Linked DNA regions of Mus musculus: region 1 is linked to region 2. Evidence: chromatin contacts called from public Hi-C data. All regions are on one chromosome and are shown on one strand. The core of a region is the stretch at or near the end of the contact, and the rest is flanking DNA. Distances in the headings are between cores, read along the strand shown. Region 1 overlaps Mettl8 (methyltransferase like 8). Region 2 has its middle 32 kb from the start of Gm39842.

The links. Hi-C and Micro-C count contacts between places; a contact is called where the count stands out from the background.
Region 1: a contact with region 2 is called in a Hi-C map of bone marrow-derived macrophages, with 53 read pairs. The contact joins two enhancer-like sites. A contact is called at or near these places in 3 of 484 Hi-C or Micro-C datasets (bone marrow-derived macrophages and cortical neurons), 8 of 115 datasets of contacts at active chromatin or transcription factors (CD8 T cells, SST interneurons, bone marrow-derived macrophages and 5 more) and 1 of 9 other capture datasets (bone marrow-derived macrophages).

The regions. Positions count from the first base shown.
Region 1 is chr2:71,038,007-71,041,309 of GRCm38.p6, forward strand. All of the region lies in intron 1 of Mettl8 (methyltransferase like 8), which reads right to left. Among named protein-coding and RNA genes, the nearest start is that of Mettl8, 16 kb to the right of the region's middle. Within about 2 kb of position 1,900, at least 44 of the 459 cell types and tissues checked have an H3K27ac peak or open chromatin away from gene starts, as enhancers often do. A contact at or near this core is called in bone marrow-derived macrophages, where this site is marked.
Region 2 is chr2:70,869,577-70,872,792 of GRCm38.p6, forward strand. No RefSeq gene overlaps it. Among named protein-coding and RNA genes, the nearest start is that of Gm39842, 32 kb to the left of the region's middle. Within about 2 kb of position 1,440, at least 22 of the 459 cell types and tissues checked have an H3K27ac peak or open chromatin away from gene starts, as enhancers often do. A contact at or near this core is called in bone marrow-derived macrophages, where this site is marked.

The sequences.
Region 1 (3,303 bases), core at 650-3,149, 170 kb after region 2:
CCGAGTGCTGGGATTAAAGGTGTGCGCCACCACACCCGGCTAAGGTTGTTTTTGTTTTTGTTTTTATCATAATAACATTAATATGCTGTTTACCTTTTGCTAATTGCCGTAGTCCATTGATGGTGTACAGATAATATGGCCATAGTGACAGCAGGCTGGCCTCAACCAAAGCAGAGGCAACAAATCACACTGAGAGCCACTGTCTCCTTCACTAACTGTATACTCTCAGGGGAGCCAGATACTCACACATCTCTTTAATGAAGCCATAAAAAGTGTCTTCCTGGAGCACAATTTTTACTTTATCATTTTCCAAAAAAATAATCAAAGTATGCCTGTCAGGAAAATAACAGACACCATACATTGTCTTTGATAGAATTCAAGCATTTAGGCAAATAAATAAATAAAATAAAATTCTAGTAAACGTGTGTCAACCAGTGGGAGGTAGCAGCTTTCTAGTACTTGTGCATTGCTATGCTAAGGGTAAAATACTTTTTATTTTTGAACAATTAAATCTGTCAACATTTGGAGGACCAACTAATTGATGAACTAATATTTTCCATAATATTAAGACGAAAAACCACACTCAGGGTGGAAAAAGCTTTGCTCCACCTACAAAACAAATCAATAACTCTGTCGGATTATTTCCAGATTTGGGGGGAGAGGGGTCTCTATGTAGCCCAGGCTGGCCTGGAACTCTCTGTGTAGCTCAGGCTGGTGTTGAACTCTCAGAAGTTGGCTTAGGCCTCTGGCTCTGGCTCCATAGTGCGGGGATTAAATGTACGCACCACCATACCAACACATGATAGAAAATTTTATTTTTAGAAAGATGTTCTGTAAAATAATCAGAATATGTTAAATATTTGTCACAGCACTGTTTGTACATATGCTGGAAAGTATAAATAGTTATTTTTATAAAAGTGCTGATTAAATTATTAAATGCATATCTATAGAGAGGAAAACCAAGCATCCATGCAAAACGCTGCCAAAACCTTAAACTTATTAATATAGAAAAACATTGTCTGAGTAGGGGAGAGAAGAAGGAACAAAGCCTTATGAATGGTCTCCTCTGCTGGACCTCGCACACACATATGCTTGCGCGCACGCGCAGGTACTGTCTAGGATGATGGACCTTAACTCAGGCTCACAGATGAGCTCAATGAGCCTTGAAATGTTCCTTCCTGGGTTTGCTTGTTTGTTGGACTGTTTGTTTTGAGATAGGGTCTTAGGTAACCCAGGCTGGCCTCAAAATTGCAATGTAGCAAAGGCTGGTTTTGAACTCATCCTCCTGTCTCCGCCTCTCAAAGAACAACAACAAAAATATTCTCGAAATACCTTTTTACGTACAGAACAATTATTTTTAAAATTACAAAGTATACAAGTTCTGTATAATAACCATGAGTGGAGAGAAGGAGGGGGAAGCAGTTAGCCCGGGCACTAGGTGGCATTCTCTCTAGAAAGGTTTCTGAAGCCCCATTAGGATGTCAAATTCCAGTGATCTAGAAACTTCTCCTATTCACCAACCATAGCAGGCATTTGCCACCTTGCCTTTTTGTTTTTCCTTCAAAATTATACACACAAAACTATACACAAAATTATTATATATCAAATAGGGATAGTTAACGCTTTATATCATTAAACGCTTCCCATGACATTGTAGCTACAGTCCCTGTGTTTGGTTGGTTGGTACCAGGCATGGGACACCTGCCTGCATCCCGCTTGCTCCTCCCTCCCCTCCTGTGCTCTACTGACCACAGCTCTACACGGCCACTTGGCATTATAGCGTTTTCTCTCCTCATTTAGCAACTGTGGTTCTGATGCACCACGCTCGGTTCATTTCTAGTACTTGTTAATCATCAGACTGCAAACACAGATGGCCCTAGTCAGGTCTGCCCAGTCTTGCAAGGAAGCGGAAGCCAGCCCCGGGAAAGCTCTCCCGCCCTCTGCTGGGCATCTCCAGAGAGACAACTTCCCAATCACAGGCATTTTATTTGCCTTTTGGTTTTCAGTGAGGAATTTGGGAACTGGTTCTTGGAACTGCTTGCTGAAAAAGACAATTCCTGACTAAAACATTGCTTTCGTTCTTCATACCAAACAGAAATATCAAATTGAAGCTGCTCGGTGAATATATTCCATCAGAGACATTGTGGGACTTGGTGTACTAACTTAGAGTAGTAATAAGAAAGCATCATAAAGAAACCAAGCATGGCGTACCACACTGATAACCACAGGATTCCAGCGGCTGAAGAAGGATCCTGAGCTCCAGGCCAGCCAGGGCTACATAGTTGAGCCTTGGCCTCAAAAATTAAAAAAAAAAAAAAAAAGGAAAAAGGGCTGATAAGATGGCTCATCAGGAAAAGGGCCTGGCCTCACATGCCTGGCACTGAGTTCCAGCTCACACCTGCACTTGGATGGTAAAGGAAGGAAGTCTGCTGCAAGTTCAAGGCCAGCCTGGACTACAAAGGTGAGTTTCACACCAGTCAGTGCCACATACCTGAGATACTGAGTCAAAAACCAAAACAAAAAAATAGGACACCTTGCCAGGTATGGTGGCGCACATCTTTAATCCTAGCACTTGGGAGGCAGAGGCAGGCAGATCTCTGAGATGGAGGCCAGCCTGGTCGACAGAGTGGGTTTCAGGACAGCCAGGGCTACACAGAGAGACCCTGTTTCAAAAAGCAAAGAAACAAGCAAACAGCAAAACAGCAAATCCAAAATCAAACGAACAAGCAAACAAACAACCAGGATCTTAATCAGAAATATGCTAAAACCCAAAACGTCAACTTCAGGATCTTATTGCAGCCGTCTATGCGCTTAGAAAGAAGCCCCTGCCAGGCTCGTGGCTTTGGCATCGCTCAGTCACTGCCTCTTGCAAAGCAGGAAACTAAAGTTAAGAACTTTCACACTGGAGAGATGGCTCAGAGGTAAGGTGCACTTATTCTTGCAGATGATATGAGTTCAGTTCCCAGCACCTACATGGTGGCTTACAGCATCCATAACTCCAGTTCTAGGGGATCTAAGACCTTCCTGTCACCAACCTAGGCTCTAGGCACACACATGGTACGCAGACATACATGCAAGTACAACACTCATATACATTTTTAAAAAGGGAGGGGTTCTTAAGTTCTGGCCTTGCTTTCTCATGAATCTTTACAGTCTTGCTGTTTCCTCCTTTAAGAATACAGCATTGGGGATACCGCTCTGTTGACATGCTAACCCCAAAACCGATATGCAGAAGAGCAAGGCAGTGAGATTCAGCTGTAACCACAAAGATGCCCTAAGCTAAAGAACAAGGTGGTGATGGTA
Region 2 (3,216 bases), core at 190-2,689:
TTCTTTCTTTCTTTCTTTCTTTCTTTCTTTCTTTCTTTCATAGCTTTCGGTATTGGTAAAATTACTGAAATTGTGGGAAAATTAAAAAAAATAGTATTATTAAAACCTTTAGAAATAAAGAATAAATATAGAGAGAACATTTTGTCGTGAGCTGAACTCATGCTGTTGTTATTTTTAGGTAGTAAGTTTAGGTTTTATTATTACTGCTGTTTAAGGCATTTGAAATATCATAAACAGTCCTTCACTCTAAATTTACAATTCAGGGCCTGGAGAGACGGCTCAAGGGCTAACAGAGCTTACTGCTTTTGCAAAGGACCTAAGTTTGTCCCAAGCACCCACATACAGCGGCTCATAACTGCCTGTAATTCTAGCTCTAAAGGCGATACGATGACTCTGGCCTTAGAAGGTACCTACACACACGCATACTCACACATGCACTCACAAACTCACACTCATACACATAATAGAAAGAAATATTTAAATTTACAATGAAATGCTGTCATTGAAGGGATTTTAATTCAGTTTAGAATCAGAGTTAAAATGCTCTCAGAGACTGACCTTCTAAGTTTATTAGCCCCCTGCATCTGCAACATTAGTTAGATGATAGACAGTTCCCCTCCTAGCTCAGTAGCCAGCTTGTCAGGAAGCTTTCCACGGTAGAAATGAACACTGGTAAAGACACACGTATTTCTAGAGCAACACCATCAATGGAGAACTTTCTAAAGGAGATGGCTAAAATAGGATCAACAGTTTAGCTAGAAGGACATCATCTTGATGTTGCTAACTGTGGTAAAAATGGAAACTACCTAAATGTTCAAACGCCCAGACATCTAGTACCTACAAATATACCACCATTGACCTCTCCCTCTCCCCTGCCCCCGCTGTGTGTGTGTGTGTGTGTGTGTGTGTGTGTGTGTGTGTGCCCTCCAGGGATCCTTTGGTCTCTGCTTCCCGATACAAGGCTCATAGGCATGTGCCACTACTCCTAAATTTCATATGGGTGCTGGAGATCCAAACTCAGATATCTAATGGTGTGCTACAAACACTTTGCCAACTGAGCCATCTCTCCAGCCCCTGACACCCGCTCTGTAGGGGAAGGTGTGAAGCATCAGTAACCTTTGCTGCCAGCAAGATTGCAAAATGGCAGGATCCCTCCTCCGGAAACCTGGGAGTGCCTATCAACCCTACAAAGGTGGTGTGAATTCAGCCTGGGAATTTATCTTAGCATTACATCTGCACTGGGAAGAGATGGCACCTGCAAGTTTATTCTTTGCCCCTCAGTTCTTAAAAGTAGAAGATTAGAAAAACCTTGTCGGGGTCACTGGCTGCATTAAAAGCTAGAACACACACACACACACACACACACACACACACACACACACACACACGCACTCTCCCTCCTGGGAGAGAATGGGGAAGCCCCCACAATACTGAATGCAGAAGCTGCTCCAGAACTCTGCTCAGGTCTTTAGAATGGAAGGTGCTGAGCACGGGAAACAGCAGCTTCCTTTTTGTGTAAGAAAGCGAGGAAATCAGAGCGTGTTTGCATTTGCTTTTATTTGCATAAGAAAATGCTGGAAAGATACACAAGAAACCAATAAAAGAGGTTGGTTCTGAGGACAGGGAAGGAGCCCGGAGGCTTTGAAACATTTACCTTTCACGCTGTTTTAATTTTGAAACCGAACAAATGCTTTTCCTATTCAGAAAGTGGCATTAAAAAGAAAATAATTGTTTCAGAAATTCTTATGTATTTGTATCTAGAATACTAGATAGTGTCAAAAATGGAGGAGGTTGTGTTTAAATCTACAGAGATATGTTAAAAAAATGCCATAATAGGCAGGAAACGTACATAATAATCTGAAGGATTCTTTTTATTTCTTTAGTAGGGTTTCTTAAAAGTACACTTATCTAGCATATTTACAAAAATATCCTTTTGTAAGTCCATCTGTTGAAGTCCTAACCTCTAGAATCTCAAAACAAGACTACAATCAGAGACAGGATCTTTAAAAAGGCCTCTACATTAAAATGAGGTCAGTACATGGCGGGGGCGTGGGGGGAGGGGCATTTAGCGACATGCACAGAGGGAACACCGCACGATGACAGGGGAGAGAGGACCACACTCAAGCAGAGAAGCAACCTCTCTGAAGAAAGCAATCCTGCCAGGCCTCAATTTCGGATGTGAAGCCTCCAGAACTGAGATAAGAGAAATTTCTGTTGTTAAGCCCTCAGTCTGCTGGACCATTATCTGTGCCCTAGGGAACTGGCACACTCTCCATACGCACTCTCAAAACACTCAGGAGTGTGGGCCCATTGGAGACGGATGGGTGTGTGCTCTTCATACCTTCTGCTAGCTAAGGTATGACCTAAGGGAGTCAAAATAAGGGTTCAAATCCTCATTTGCATCTACTTACATTTTCTTTATGGCAAAAGCTGGATCTGAATGTCATTATGCTGCCATTAATCAGTGAACCAAAGGATTCTTCTGAGTCAAATAAGCGCTGTGTTGGAAAGTGACCACTGAGGTATGTATTCTAGCACCCCAACAAAGGAGCAAGAGAGTCTTACTGCCACCCACACTTTCATGGTCAATACTGTGCTCTTTCTGGGTGACTCTGGCTGAACAAGGCTTCCCATCTCTTCCTGAAACCCCAATCCTGACTCTTAACGCTTTGGCCTTTAGCTTGCTCTCCCTGGGACCATGCTTAGGTGATGTTTTAGGATTGTCTTAAAAACACGCCCCATCTTCAGAATGGACAACAACTCCACTGTGCAGATAAAGGCAAATCAAACAGCCAGCCAGTCTTAGAGCCCAGGGATACACACTCTGCAGCTTCTCCCACATTCTGTTTTATCTTTGCATCCGTACAATCTAGAGACTTTAAACTGGACCACTTTACCGGGCAGAACTTGATGGCAATTTAGTTGGGGCAAGGTCAGCTCACTAAGCATGCCCTGAAATGTCAAGAGAGAAGCAAGAGACTGCAGCGAGAAAGGACAGTTAGCTGCCAGTCTGGGAGAGCAGCAGTCTGACCCAGCAGGAAGGACAGCAGCTGCCAGCCGCCAGCAGTCAGCCTGGAAGGCAGTTCTTCACATCCAGATACATCATCTCTGAGGATCTTTGCTGTGACATCCTTTTGGTGCATGGAAACCTCCCTTCAGGTTGATTTCCCTGCTTCTTGTCCCCTGTCACATTCTTGGAAACTAAAAAGTTCTTTG